Linked DNA regions of Mus musculus: region 2 is linked to region 1. The links are chromatin contacts, called in public promoter capture Hi-C maps. All regions are on one chromosome and are shown on one strand. Each heading gives the region's core, a stretch centred on a gene start, on an enhancer-like site or on the middle of the called end of the contact. The rest is flanking DNA. Distances are from core to core; before and after follow the strand shown. Region 1 holds the start of Angptl1 (angiopoietin-like 1). Region 2 holds the start of Rasal2 (RAS protein activator like 2).

What was found. Promoter capture Hi-C pulls out the DNA fragments that hold promoters and counts their contacts.
Region 2: a promoter capture Hi-C map of liver shows a contact between it and region 1, with 2.6 times the contacts expected there. The contact joins the promoter of Rasal2 here to the promoter of Angptl1 in region 1. A contact is called at or near these places in 1 of 39 promoter capture datasets (liver) and 1 of 115 datasets of contacts at active chromatin or transcription factors (bone marrow-derived macrophages).

Annotation. Positions count from the first base shown.
Region 1 is chr1:156,836,448-156,843,125 of GRCm38.p6, reverse strand. It overlaps Angptl1 (angiopoietin-like 1), which reads right to left and starts at 4,103. Exons shown (of 5, transcript NM_028333.2): 1 at 3,889-4,103. All of the region lies in intron 8 of Ralgps2 (Ral GEF with PH domain and SH3 binding motif 2), which reads left to right.
Region 2 is chr1:157,408,549-157,415,226 of GRCm38.p6, reverse strand. Rasal2 (RAS protein activator like 2) reads left to right here and starts at 2,632. Exons shown (of 18, transcript NM_177644.5): 1 at 2,632-3,490. The coding sequence starts at 3,289. It overlaps 2810025M15Rik (RIKEN cDNA 2810025M15 gene), which reads right to left and starts at 2,875. Exons shown (of 3, transcript NR_027984.1): 1 at 2,102-2,875; 2 at 1,432-1,483.

The DNA of each region.
Region 1 (6,678 bases), core at 2,854-5,353:
TTAGAAAGCTCACTGCCTCGGGACTGAGAACAGTACGTGATCTTACTACTCAGGGTTTTAGATTAGAATGCTATAAGATCAGTTAAGTTGATCTTCTGCAATAAATACTGCGACATTTTTTCAACCTACCAAGTCAGACATTTTAGACCAATAGAAAGTGAGCATTTTTATATCATCGCTTTGGAGACCAGAGACAGTTTTAAGAATGACGAGATGCTCCCTGTCGTCGTGTAATTGTGTTTCCTGAACTGCAGTTATGGTTCTGCTTTAAGCTTATAGGTGACTCGGTGGGTGTGTTCTGTTAAGAAAGTCTGGTGGGTTGTATTTTAGTTTTAAAAAATCCTAATTGTCAACAAGCATTATCAAATTGGATATAAAAGGTCTTTTTGTACCTATGTGTGTACTAAGGGCCAAAGCAACACTGATATTAGAAACAGGTCTAAAACTTTGGTTCCCTGGCCCCTGGTCAGAATCTGTCGCAGCCACAGCTACGCCAGGATGTGTACTTGGACTGTGCCCTGTTGGCTGTGGCAGATGAGGATTACCTGTTATTTCCAGTCTGACACTGGAACTCTTTCCAAGAACCTAGATTTCTTCCTTCCTCTTTAGTTCACTCCCAAGTGAGTAGTGCAGTAGACTGGGGAAGAAGTGGGCAAAGTGTGTTTGTGCTCAGGTTCATGGCCAAGCTACCCCACAGCAGCTTCATGCCATCTGCTGTTTGTAAGGCTAGCAGAGGGCACCCGAGGAGCAGAGGGCACCTCAGGACCTTTTCTTGCCATCTTTGCTACTACCCCAGCCCTTGTTTCTTGATCTAAGAGGTCGACCCCGGTTGTTTATGTGTAGTCCAGACAGCACAGCACTAACACTACTGAATACCTAGTGAGTGCTCTCAGGAGGCATGGCTGTCTTCAGTTCCTTATATATGAACATCACAGCCTGGTGAGGCAGATGATTCTGATACTCATTTGTACAGGAAGTGGTGCCCTAAAGGCATATCAGTAGCCACACAGCTGTTAAAAGATAGAGCCAGAATTTGAACCCAGGTTGTCTTCTATCTGGGTATATGTTTTTAAGTTAACCGTTTCATCATATGGCTCCTCTTTCTAAACTACATTCTGTCAGAGTTGCACTCTCTGTAGCAGAATGAAGAAAAGAAATGGTATCACTTTCAAAAGAGAAGTCCCCGAGGACCAAAACCACTCATATGGGATTCAGATACTAGACCTGGGACCTGTGTTTTACAGTGTCTGTAGTAACAGAAGGCATCTTGGCATGTGCTGCCTGCAGCTTTCTCTGGCCTGTTCGTGTGTTGTGCAAAAGCATGTGCATGCCGTTGTCTGCAGTCTGGCCTGGTCTACACCCCATGTTGCTGTCGTTCCTCTCTGCCCATGTGTGCTCCATCAGTTGCTGCTTATGTAATCTGACTTGCAACCCCATACGTACATGCACGCACAAACACACTTTTCTTAGTGAAATGTGGGCTTTCGGCGGCTGTGCAGATAGATGGCCGCCACCTCACTGGAAAGCAAGGTCCTCAGATGCTGTTTCCAGAAGAGAAATAATAAACACAGCAAAGACTGGGAAGAGCTGGGGAGTTGCTCAGTGAAATGATACCATTTACTCGGAGCTTTCTGTGGCTGGCTGATGGCAAAGGCACACAAGTGAGAAAGTTGGCTCCTGTTCTGTGTTGTGCCTTCTGACACCAGGAAATACAAACCTGAGGAATCACTGTTTCTCACAGAGCATCTCTTACTCTCCAAGAGTTACCTGTACTAAAACTGATGGTATATTTGGAGTTATATTTACAGGAAATTCTTGGAATTTAACTGTAGTTTTATCAAAACAAAGAAACAGAACAGTAAAATAAGGTAAAAAGCCATTAGCCTCTGGGCAAATATATATCATTTCTCCTAACTCTCCTTGTCTTATTTTAATAATAGGACAGAAAGGAAGTATCAGGGTCACCAGGATTAATAGTATGAACTCAGGAAATGTCAGTACTGAAGACTTGACTCATAAAATTATTTAAATACTTTCTAGAATGAAATAAGCTACCAAAACAAGGGAACTTTTAAATTAAAAGCTTGAGGAATATTTGGGGTGTTGGTCTACTCTGCCTTGAGTCACTATGGTTCGTAAAATCAATCATAAGATTTAAGATGGTGTTCAAAGCTCCTTCCGGTCGCTGTTTGTTCTTTGCTTCCTTGTTCCATCAGTGATGAGCGCATTGTCTCTTTAATTGGAGTTAAGAGACATCTTTAAGTAGTAGACTAGATATAAGCGAAGAATTGATTTTTAAAATTTGTTCACTCTCACATTGTCTAAAAATACTTTCTTATTTAATGTTTCCCACGTATGTTCAGTGAAAGCGCCATAGATATGTCACCTCGTAACCCTTCCTATTTATGTTGGGTTTCTCCTAGGTCTCAGGGGAATGTGGAAAATTAGTTACAGTCACTCAAGTTTGAACTGCGCCTTTGCCTGGTGGGTTTTAGAAAAGGGGTAAAAAAGCTTGTGCACTTATATTCATATTCTTAGTAGTATTTCTCTGTACTGTATTGCCAGCTATAAGGAGGATAAAAGCTGCCTTCCCTTCCCTTCCCTTCCCTTTGGCTGTACCCTGCACTGAGAGAAGCCAAAGGCATTGAAGTTAGCTGAGGAGCACTGACTGGCCAGGTGGAAGACCTTCCTAAGAATAGCCCTGGAAATGTCCCCAAAATAGACAGACGTGATCATTTGTGATTCGTTCGCACGCACACAGACACACACGTGCATTCGCTCTGTGAAATGCCTGCATAGGTGAGTGAGACTTGCTTTCATCGTGGCAGGAGCCACGGAGATGATGGTGTTTCAGATGGAGTATGATTTCGAGATTTTACAGACTCTCCTGTAAAATACGTATTTAACAGAGCTCAGAGTTGAGAGTTTTAATGTTTAAGCAAAGTTGAAAAAACAAAATCTGAACATTACTATTATTTGTTTGTTGAAAATTCCTACCACTAAAGATTAAAAGTCAGGGAATCCTCCCACCATAACCGCTTGCTGTCTTTGGTGTTAAAGCTTGCTGTTGGTGAGTAGCAATTTCATAATTCTCATGACTAACCAAGCCCCCCAATAGAATGTTGAGGGCATGCTCCTGCCTCTTAGGGACAGTTAGGAAGGTTATTTTATTTTTATTTTTTTAAAACAGGCTTTTGGCCTTGCCAGTTTTTCTTCAGTACTGACATTTTCTGAGTTCATATGCTTAATCCTGGTGACCCTGACAGGTCTCAATCCTGACCTTGAAGGAGGTTTTAATTATTGTTTGTATCAATATTACTTTTCCAAGGAATTTCCAGCTTTAATCTGTTGCTGAAATGAAATTTCTGTTGTAGGAAATTGTTTAAAATGATTAATCATAACAAGAAATAACATAGATTAACAAAGACTCAGAAGAGTTTTGTTCAGTTGTAACTGAGATTCTGTTGCAAGCATTCAGCTGACCAGCTCTTAGCTTTGTTTTGTAGCCATACTTTGAAAATCGCAGTAGTTGGTGCACGTCTTTACACACACACCAGTGTTCAGAAGAGAAACTCACCGCGCTCACAGTTGTTTCCTTTATCCTACATCCTTCGCTGTGTAAGCCTTAGGCATTTACTGAGTTACTTGTAAAATTTTGTAATGTCACTAGAGCATTTGTGTTTAGAACCCAGCATGTATGTCTCAATCTGTAGTCACATATGAAGCACTTCATGACTATTTTTACAGAAAGATGCAAAACAAAACCTTCAGATACAAATTGGCAGCATCTTCTAAAGTTCCCTGAGAAATCTCTTACTTTCTAGTACAAAGGACAATGATGCATTTGACATAGAATTTTGAATAAATCTAAGAGAAATATTAAAATACCTTTGTTGTCTGTTGAAAAAAGCGAGTCCGTGAACGTGCGTCCTTGCCCTTGCTCTCTGAGATCAGTGTAGAAGTTTGTTCGGCTTTACTTCAGAGGTAACTGCGTTTTTTGCTCTGACCGGTGAATCCAAGGAGTAAGGAACTTCTTTTCACAGCACTAATGGACTGAGTTTGCTGGGCCACCTATGTAACTTGGGGCTATCTGTGGACTTCTCTAATGCAGCAGAGAAGGTTCTGTGCCTGTGCTGTCTGCTGCATGGAAATGTGCAGAAACCAGCCGCAGCTGACAGACTGTCCACACAGTCCGAAGAGTGATTCCCTCTCGTTCTCAGTAGACTCAAGTTCAGCCCACATATTACGTCATTAGAAAAGAGCTGGAGCCAGGAGAGGGGGTAGGAACCTCCTCCTTAGGATTTCCTCTCGCTGCCGAGGTGGGGCTGGGGGAGCTGGATCAGCAGGAGGCTGAATAGCTCTAACAAGGAGAGATTGTGTGCAGGTTGAAGGAAGGGCACCATCTGGAAACAGGCTATCATAGTTCAGCAGGCAATTATAAAATAAACATTTTAGTCTGCCTGCCACAGAGCTTTTGAGTTGGAAGAGAGAGAGAGAGAGAGAGAGAGAGAGAGAGAAAGGAAGAAAAGAAAAGAAAAGAAAAGAAAAGAAAAGAAAAGAAAAGAAAAGAAAAGAAATCCACTTTAGAAGTAGCTGCAGGCTGTAAGGAGCTAGACTTTCCCCAGAAGCAGCCACCTAACAGTGCTATTCTGACAGCCTCCGGGACGCTTAAAATTGTAAGTAATTGTGTAATGTTTAAGAGAAAATTGCTTTTATTAGCTTGACCTTTAATCTCAGCACTCGGAAGGCAGTTGAATCCCTATGAACTTGAGGCCAGCCTGGAATACACAGTGAGCTCCAGGCCAGCCAGGGCTAATAAGTGAGAATCTGACTGAAGAAACACACACACACGCACACACATGCACACACTGCAGACCAGCCAGGGCTAGTGAGAACCTGACTCACACACACACACACACCCCTTGTTTTTATATGTAGTCACCTAAAACAAGGGAAACTGGTAAATCTGGTGAAAGAAAAATCTTAAATTCTGTAATACATAATTGATGCTTTTTCTGATCTTAAGTTCTGTGATAGGTAATATACTTGCCTATAAAATTATGCCTCCTGTCCTAGCTAGGGTTGCTGTTGCTGTGAAGAAACACCATGACCAAAGACAACTTAGGAAAAGGTTGATTTGGCTTACACTTCTACATCACTGTTCATCACCAAAGGAAGTCAGGATAGGAACTCAAACAGGGGAGGAACCTGGAGGCAGGAGCTAAGGCAGAGGCCATGGAGGAGTGCTACTTACTGGCTTGCTCAGCCTGCTTTATAGCACCCAGCCATAGGACCACCAGCTCAGGGGTGACTGGGCCCTTTCACATCAATCACTAAGAAAATTTCCTCCAGGCTTGCCCTCAGCTGGATCTCATGGAGGCATTTTCAGTTGAGGCTTCCTCCTCTAGCTTGTGTCAAGATGAGTTAAAACTAGTCAATTCAGTGTCAATTGTCAAAATAAGGTGGTGGTTGTTGTTGTTGTTGTTGTTAGTTGATTGGTATCATTTAAAAACAAACACAACCCTGAATTAAAAGAAAAAAAGAAAACCCAAAGGATCGTTGACTCCCCATTGACTGTGAACTGAAGATGAATCATCATGTCCTCTGGCCCAGCCTTTTCTACTATAAAAATAGGTTCCAAAAGAGCAAAAGAGTAAGTCTTGAATAACTATTTTTTTCATGAAACAAATATTTAGTAATTCAATAGCTAAGGAAACCCGAATTTCAACATCTTCAATAGCTTGGCTTAATGCTCAATGATAAGTAGAACCTGAGTTTTTAACTCTCACTCAAAAGCATCGCTTTCTTGGCATCCTAGTTGCTGAATGAGGCCTTGGGGCTTCTCATGCTACACACGCTGTGTGCTTTCACCCCCCTCACTGCCTTAACTCCTTCCAGTTGTCTTGTAGGACCTGTATCCTTTACTTACTGGACGAGGTTGTTACCACTTTTGTAGAAGTATTTCTTAGAACGCCTCTGTCATATTTAAATATATAAGGGGCTGTAAACTTTAAATAATAAATAAGCCAACTAGAATCTTAACAGGAAAATGCTGATGGTTATTGGTGGTTACTATGTCAACAGCCATGAGGGTCTATGAGGCTGTACTGTTTGTTGCCATCTATTCTGGGTTCTGTTTTTTTTTTTTTTTTTTAGGGAAAGCAAGTGATTGGAGTTTTCCTGGACCCTTTTCAGATTTTCACGGGGACAGATAAGATAGTAGCTTCTAAGCTCTGGTTTGTGTCCCACAGTTACTGAGTGGTGTTTTCATTCACTACTACTAGTCGGATTGGGAGATGGGAGATGGTTCCTCTGAGCTTTAAGTTTGAGAGTTATTTAGCTTTCTTACTTGAACAATTTCTGTTACTAACCATCATTTTTCAAAAATTGGAGTGACAGATTTTAGGACCACATAACACTTGATTTGGCTTGTTTCATGGAAAATTAAACATGGAGATGAGTTCTGTGGAAAATCCTGAAAAGCAGAACTAAGGAACTACAGAGAGTGCGCTGTAGAGTGAGGTGTAATGGCAGCCATGGAGAACAGTGAAAGGAGCCCCCAAGGACGAGAAGCTAGGAAAGTGGAAAGGAGGAACAGTGGAGCAAAGAGGGAGGGAGGAGACGTAGCTCAGCCGTCCTGCTTGCCTGTCCTGCTTGCCTAGCATGCGGAGGCTCCGT
Region 2 (6,678 bases), core at 1,383-3,882, 570 kb before region 1:
GCTGCAAACCCAAAAATCCTTAAGAATGCAGATTTATTAATAAACTAAGCAGGGCAGTAGTGGCACATGCCATTAATCCCAGAACTCTGGAGGCAGAGGCAGGTGGATCTCTTCTGTGAGCCAAAAGCCAGAATGGTCTATGGAGTGAGTTCCAAGACAGCCAAAACTATACAGAGAAACCCTATCTTGCTCCCTCCCCTCAAATTAGGCTACTAATGGTTTCTTGTTTGTTTTTATTCAGAGACTCAAGTAGCCAGGCTGGTCTCCAAATCTCTATGTACCCAAGAGTGACCTGGACTCCTGATACTCCTGCTTCTACCTCCCAGGAGGGATTATAGGCAGTGCCATCCTTTCCTGCAGAAGGCTAGAGTTTTAATTCAGTTATCTTCAGAAAGATGATTTATTAGTACTCTGTGCTTCATTATTTTTCCATTGGCTAAAAGACTGTTTTTAAAATTCTGTTTCTATTACAGAATTATTTACCCTCCATGTCGTGAAAGTATTTTCCTTTAGACCTAGAGACATTAGATGCATTCCAGATGTATGTTACTTGGGTGACTGGATGATGGTGTGCAACTAGTACGAGCTCAGGATGCCAAAGTGAAGTAGTGACTAGTTTTAGTGGTCTGGATGGAAACAGAGGTTACTAAGGAAGCAGGATAAGAGGGAGTTTGACAGAGCCTTTCCCTTAAGAGACATGATGGCACTTAGATCAATTTTTGGAAAACCTTTTTCCCTTCATTTTATATACCACTCCTAATGCTGCTTTGGGGATAACAGCTTGGGTAAATACATCCATACATATGAGTAGATACTTTGATTTGTACGGCTGGTGTCCATATTCACTTACTCTTTGAGACATCAACAATAATTCAATACAAATGGAAATCCTATGCCAAGGGTTTTCTCTCTCTCTCCTTCCCTCCCTCTACTGCAAAAGGACAATGTCCCTTCAGAGATCTTTACAAATTGGAGTTGAGTTGGGTATGGTGGCCAACACCTTTAATCCCAGCACTCGGGAGGCAGAGGCAGGCCTATTTCTTTGAGTTCAGAGCCAGCCTGGCCTACAAAGCATGTTCCAGGGCAGCCAGGGCTGGTACACAGAGGAACCCTGTCTTGAAACTAAACGGAAGGAAGGAAGGAAGGAAGGAAGGAAGGAAGGAAGGAAGGAAGGAAGGAAGGAAGGAAAGAAGGGAGAAAGAAAACACTAGATTTGTTTAGGGCTGGGTCCTGTAACTTCTAGCTTCCTTATCTCTCATTTATTAAAATTGGAGAGCTGACTGTAGTCAGATAGCAAGCAAGTGGGCTTCTATATACCGGGAGGGATTACTCTACTTCATTGCTAAGCACCAGATTAACAAATCTAATCACAGAGTTCTTGAAGGATCAGAGTTGAAGAAATCAGTATCACTGAGAGCTTGTAAGACGTACCTGTTGCATTGCTGGCTGCTTTGGCAGGTGATGTGGACTGTCCTGTCTGCACCTGTTAAACAAGAGGAAGGGTGAGAGGATCTTTAAAGTCACTTCTTGTTTTAACATGCTATTACTCTATGTAAAATTTGGGAGAAAATTATAAAATGCATGCTATAACTCCCATAAAACACAAAAACACATGAGAATTCCTAAAACCTAGAAAATTAGATTGACCTCTTATAGAAGGTCAAAGTAGAGAGAAATGAGGGCTGGGGTGGGCTGGGACACAACAAAAACCCTCCCCCAAATATTTTTTAGCATCATCTAATTATGAAAAATTCCTGATTGGTTTGAAGTAGCCATGTTCATAAATTGTTGAAAAACCTGATTTGTCAACATAATTTAAATTGGTAAATTTCTACCCGAAATTATTATTATTACTATTATTTATTTATTTATTTATTTATTTATTTACTTATGCCTAAAATCTCTGAAATCTGGATTGGTGAATCCCGCTTTGGGTGGGCACAAAACGAAGCCAATGTTAAGGAGGAAGACAGTTTACACATAGACCAAAAATAAAACCCAAGTGACACTGTTAGAAGAGAAGCCAACAGATTGCAAAGATCAAAGGCAAAAAAGAGAAGCTTGTTTGGTTAATGCTGGGGCTTTGGGGCATTTCATGTACTTGCGGGGCTCGTCCATCCATCCGCACCACACATCGTAGCCATGCTATTCTAAACTGATGATAAATCCAGCTCCAGGGCGGACAGGGCGCAAAGCCGGGATCTCGCACAGATCTCAGGATCCAAGACGCGGGGCCAGATCTCCCTTGTGGAGGAACCATGGCGTTTCTTCCGAGGTGACTGTTAGATAAAGCAGCGTCTTCATGTTCTTCGTCCGAGAAAGAAGCATTGGTCCAGAAATCAACAGGATAGGGGCTAAGATAAAAGGGAAGCGCCTTTCCCATCTTTTTAAATTTCCCGCACCCCGTTTTCTCTCCGCCTCCCCAACACCGTCTCTGCTTCCACCAGCAGCTCGAGGATCCCCGCACCGAGAGGCGGTCGGAGCAGGATAGTCTTAGGAAAGTAGGCGGGCCTGGCCCGCTGAGTATTTCGGTGCCCGATTTTTGCTGTCTTCGGCGGCAGTTCCTCCTCCGCTCGGTTACTGGATTGCACACGCGGCCGTGAGCTCGGCACTCGATTGCTTCGGCCTATCACCCTGGGATGCCGCCTGCCGCCGCCGCCAGCGCCGCGGCTGCCGGGCTTGTGGGTTTCTCAGAGGAGCGCGAGCCGGAGGAGCCCAAGCAGCGGCCGGAGCGGCGGCCTGAGAGTTAGCGGGCCGGCCTGCGCGTTCCGCGGGAGCAAGCCGACGCCAGGCGGACAGAAGCTGGGCCGGGGCGCGCCCCTCAGGCTGAGGGAGCCGGCGCTTTGAGCCCCCGAGGCGACGGCGGCGGGAGCCGGTCAGAGGGGGCGGCCCCTGGCGGCGACGCCCCCGAGCCCAGCCCTGCCTGGCCGAGCTCCATCCTCAGCCCAAGCCCGGGCGGCCCGCGAACGCGCCCGCGGGGGTTGAGCAGGGCTGCGTGGGGGCGGGAGGTGAGCCCGCGCTCCCGGGTGCTCCGCGTCCGCTCCGGACCCGCACCTGAGCCGGGACCCGCCTCCGCTCCGGACCACGCTGGACCCGCCTCCCGGCCCGGGTCCCACCCTCCGCTTGCAGGTGGGCTGCGGCGCCCGGCCTTCGGGCGGTGGGCGGCGGGGAAGGAGGTGAGCGGTGTCCGCGCCCGCAGCCGTTCGGGTGCTGGTGGCCGCGCCGTCGTCCCTTTCCCGCAGCCGGGAAGCCCGCCCCGCCGCCGCCGCCTGCTCCCTCTGGGACACCATGGAGCTGTCTCCGTCGTCCGGAGGAGCCGCGGAGGCGCTGTCGTGGCCGGAGATGTTCACGGGGCTGGAGTCCGACTCGCCGCTGCCCCCGGAGGATCTGGACGCGGTCGTCCCAGTCAGCGGAGCAGTGGCCGGTGGCATGCTGGATCGGATCCTTCTGGAGTCAGTGTGCCAGCAGCAGAGCTGGGTCCGGGTGTTCGGTAAGGATCACAAGTCGTCTGCCTCAGAGGCTGGCGTTTCTCATCTTTCCTTGGGCTCCGATGCATTCTTAGTCCCCCATCTATCCTAGGTCAGCTGTCCACATCTTTTTTTGGTTGTTGTTGTTGTTGTTGCAGAAAATGCTTTTTGACAAGTTTATCCAATATATAGCGCCTGGTTATGTGACTCAGTAGGCTCCTTTGGACCTCTTTAGATATCCACAGTAAGTTTATAGAGTTGAGCTATCTGGACGTAATTCTTAGGTGATTAATTAAAGGCACTTGCTGCTGAGTCCTCAGGAAGGTAGAATGGAACAAGGCACAAAACCAAGTGAATGGGATTTCATTTCCTTCCTGTTGTGTGAAGCAAGTGTTGAGAGAAAGATATGAAAAAGCTTAGTAGAAGATGAGCTAATGAATGAAAAACAAAACAAAACAAAATCGAGGGGTTGTGGGTGGGGGGCAGAGATGGGAGAGACACCCAGCCCTAGCCGTAGCCCTTGCACCAGCCCCAGTTCAAGTGTTTGGTAGCAGTAGATTTACCGACAGCTTTTCCTTGAACCGTACTCTCTGCTTGTCCTGAGTGTGTAGGTTGTTTCAGATTGCACTGCTGTTTCTGGTTTTCGTGGTTAAGCTACCCGGTTGTCACTCAGCAGGTTTAAAGTGATGAACACACTAAAGAAACTTTCCCTTTCTGCATTCCGAGTAACCATCTTTTAAATTAAACCTGAATGATGATTTTCTATTCAGGAAAGGCTGTGGCAACGTTAAACATGCTGTATGCATGGGTTAGCTGTGGCTTTCCAAAATATCAAGCTAGCAGAATGTTTCTGCTACACATGACCATAAAAGACATAGTAATGTGGTTGAATATAAGATGACCAATTTGAAGTATCTGGAATCACACAGTGTTGAGATGCTGTCCTGCAGTTTTGTTTGTCTAATATGCTGTTAGTGATCAGCATATTGTATTTATGGCTTGGCTTTCATACTTCCAAATAGGTTCTGTGCTTTATAATTCAAGACCATCTTTTCATGGTTTATAAGTTGTCTTTTGGACAGTTCAGTTGACTTCAGGAAAGATCCCAGACATTTGAATTCTTGCCTCAGTTCTGTCACTAAAAATTATTAAACAATTTAGGGCAGATAAGGCCATCTTTTTGCCTCAAATTCCTTATCTACAAAATGAGTGGATTAAATAATCTGTAGGGTCTTTTTAGTTATATAAAAAAAGCAACTCTCCTTATAGCTAGTTCTTAGAAATTTATGTATATACTACTTAGAATTTTGCTGGTGTTTCTAAATGTTTTTTTTTCTTTCTTTCTTTTTTCTCTTCCTTTTTGCTAAATGGGGGAATTAAAGCAAAGAGGTGGGAACTGACGCAGAGTTACTCAATTCATTCTCAGCAGGTTGGATTAAAAGCTTTGCTGCCTGGTAGTCCACCTGTCTGCTAGTTCAGGTTAGCTGATCACTTATAACAAAAGTTGATGAGAGTCTAAAAATGACTATAAATTGGAATACATTGTGGTTACATTTTATCTTCTGTCTGTATACACTTTCTCTTACTGTTTTTATACAATGTTAGAGAGAGGACCATGTTAGTATATATGATAATTGGCTGACAAGTGTTCAGAGCTGGATATTCTAGACCTTATTATTGTACATATCCTTCACATGTAACCCATGTAAATTTTTACTAATGTTTTGGTAGTCTGTTCTAGAACTGGACTTGTCATATGCACACACGTCTAAATATGTTTGAAGAAACCTAGAAATTAGTAGCACACAACTAGGGCCAAGAACCAGATAGTTTTCTTTTTGGTTTTGCCACAGCTTCGTTGTCATTTAATTTTGTCTGAGTCATTTTTATCTCCCTGGCTCCAGGTTTCTGCATACAATGTGGAATCTGAAGTAGTTGGCTTACATGCACATAAATTCATGCACAAGAAGTTATTCAGAGGAAGTATTTCTATGTTTAGTGGTAGAATTTCCACTGCATCATCTTTTTTTTTTTAATGTTTGATTTTTGTCAGTTAATTAAAACTCAGTTTTACTTGCTGTTTAATGCTGCTGCTTTTCTTTTAAGGATTTTTCCCTGGAGACTGCTTTGTTGTCCATACAAACCAAAACTAAGGGGGTCTTGCTTGTTTTAGATAGTTTTAAAATTGTTTATTGAGCCAGGCGTGGTGGCGCATGCCTTTAATCCCAGCACTTGGGAGGCAGAGGTAGGTGAATTTCTGAGTTCAAGGCCAGCCTGGTCTACAGAGTGAGTTCCAGGACAGCTAGGACTATGCAGAGAAACCCTGTCTTGACAAAACAAAAAACAAAAAACAAACAAAAAATTGTTTATTGTATGATTCTTTGAGGTTAGAATAATGTGGAAAATCAATTTTTAAAATTTATTTAAGCAGGGTCTCACTGCGTAGCCCTGGCTGGCCTGAAATTTGCCATATAGTCCAGGCTGGTCTCAAACTCATTGAGAACTACTTGCCTCTACCTCCTGAAATGCCTGGATTAAAGGCATGGGCAACCATGCCCAGCAAGAAAGTAAACATTTATGGAATATGTTTTTTTTTGTTTGTTTGTTTCTTGTCCGATTTGTGTATTCTTGGGTTATCTTTGATCCTCTACATAATTTATAGAGACTTTTTTTTTTTTAAGTGTGGTCCACTTGTTTCAGAGAAGTTTTCACTCCTCTCCTCTAAGTTTGTGGATTAAATATGGACTGTGGTCTAATTGGTCCCATTATTTAACTACAACTTGGCCTACAGATTCTGTCCTGACTTTTGAAGCCAGCTGTTGAACAAGCTCTCAGTTGAGCGCTTTTTAACTCACCATCAGGAGGACTCTGTTCTCACAAGGTAGGAAGGTAGCAGGATGCTGCTCAGGTCTGGCTTATGCAGGTGGAGATGGACGTGGTTTCAAAGGCTAATTATACTGAGGAGTGGTATTGAGTGAACCTGGATGCTGGCTAGCTCACATCCTCTTTGAGAATTTTCATTGAAATCATACAAAAAGACTAACAAAAATATTTCTCCTTTCTTAAGGATATCTCATAGAAACTTTGAGGCACAGTATTTCCTTAGTTTATTTCACAGATTTGAAAGACTGGCACTGTTTTTACTCTGGTTAACAAGTTTGGCTCTTTGGTTGCTAATGCATCCAGAGCTTTGTGTATTACCATGATTTGC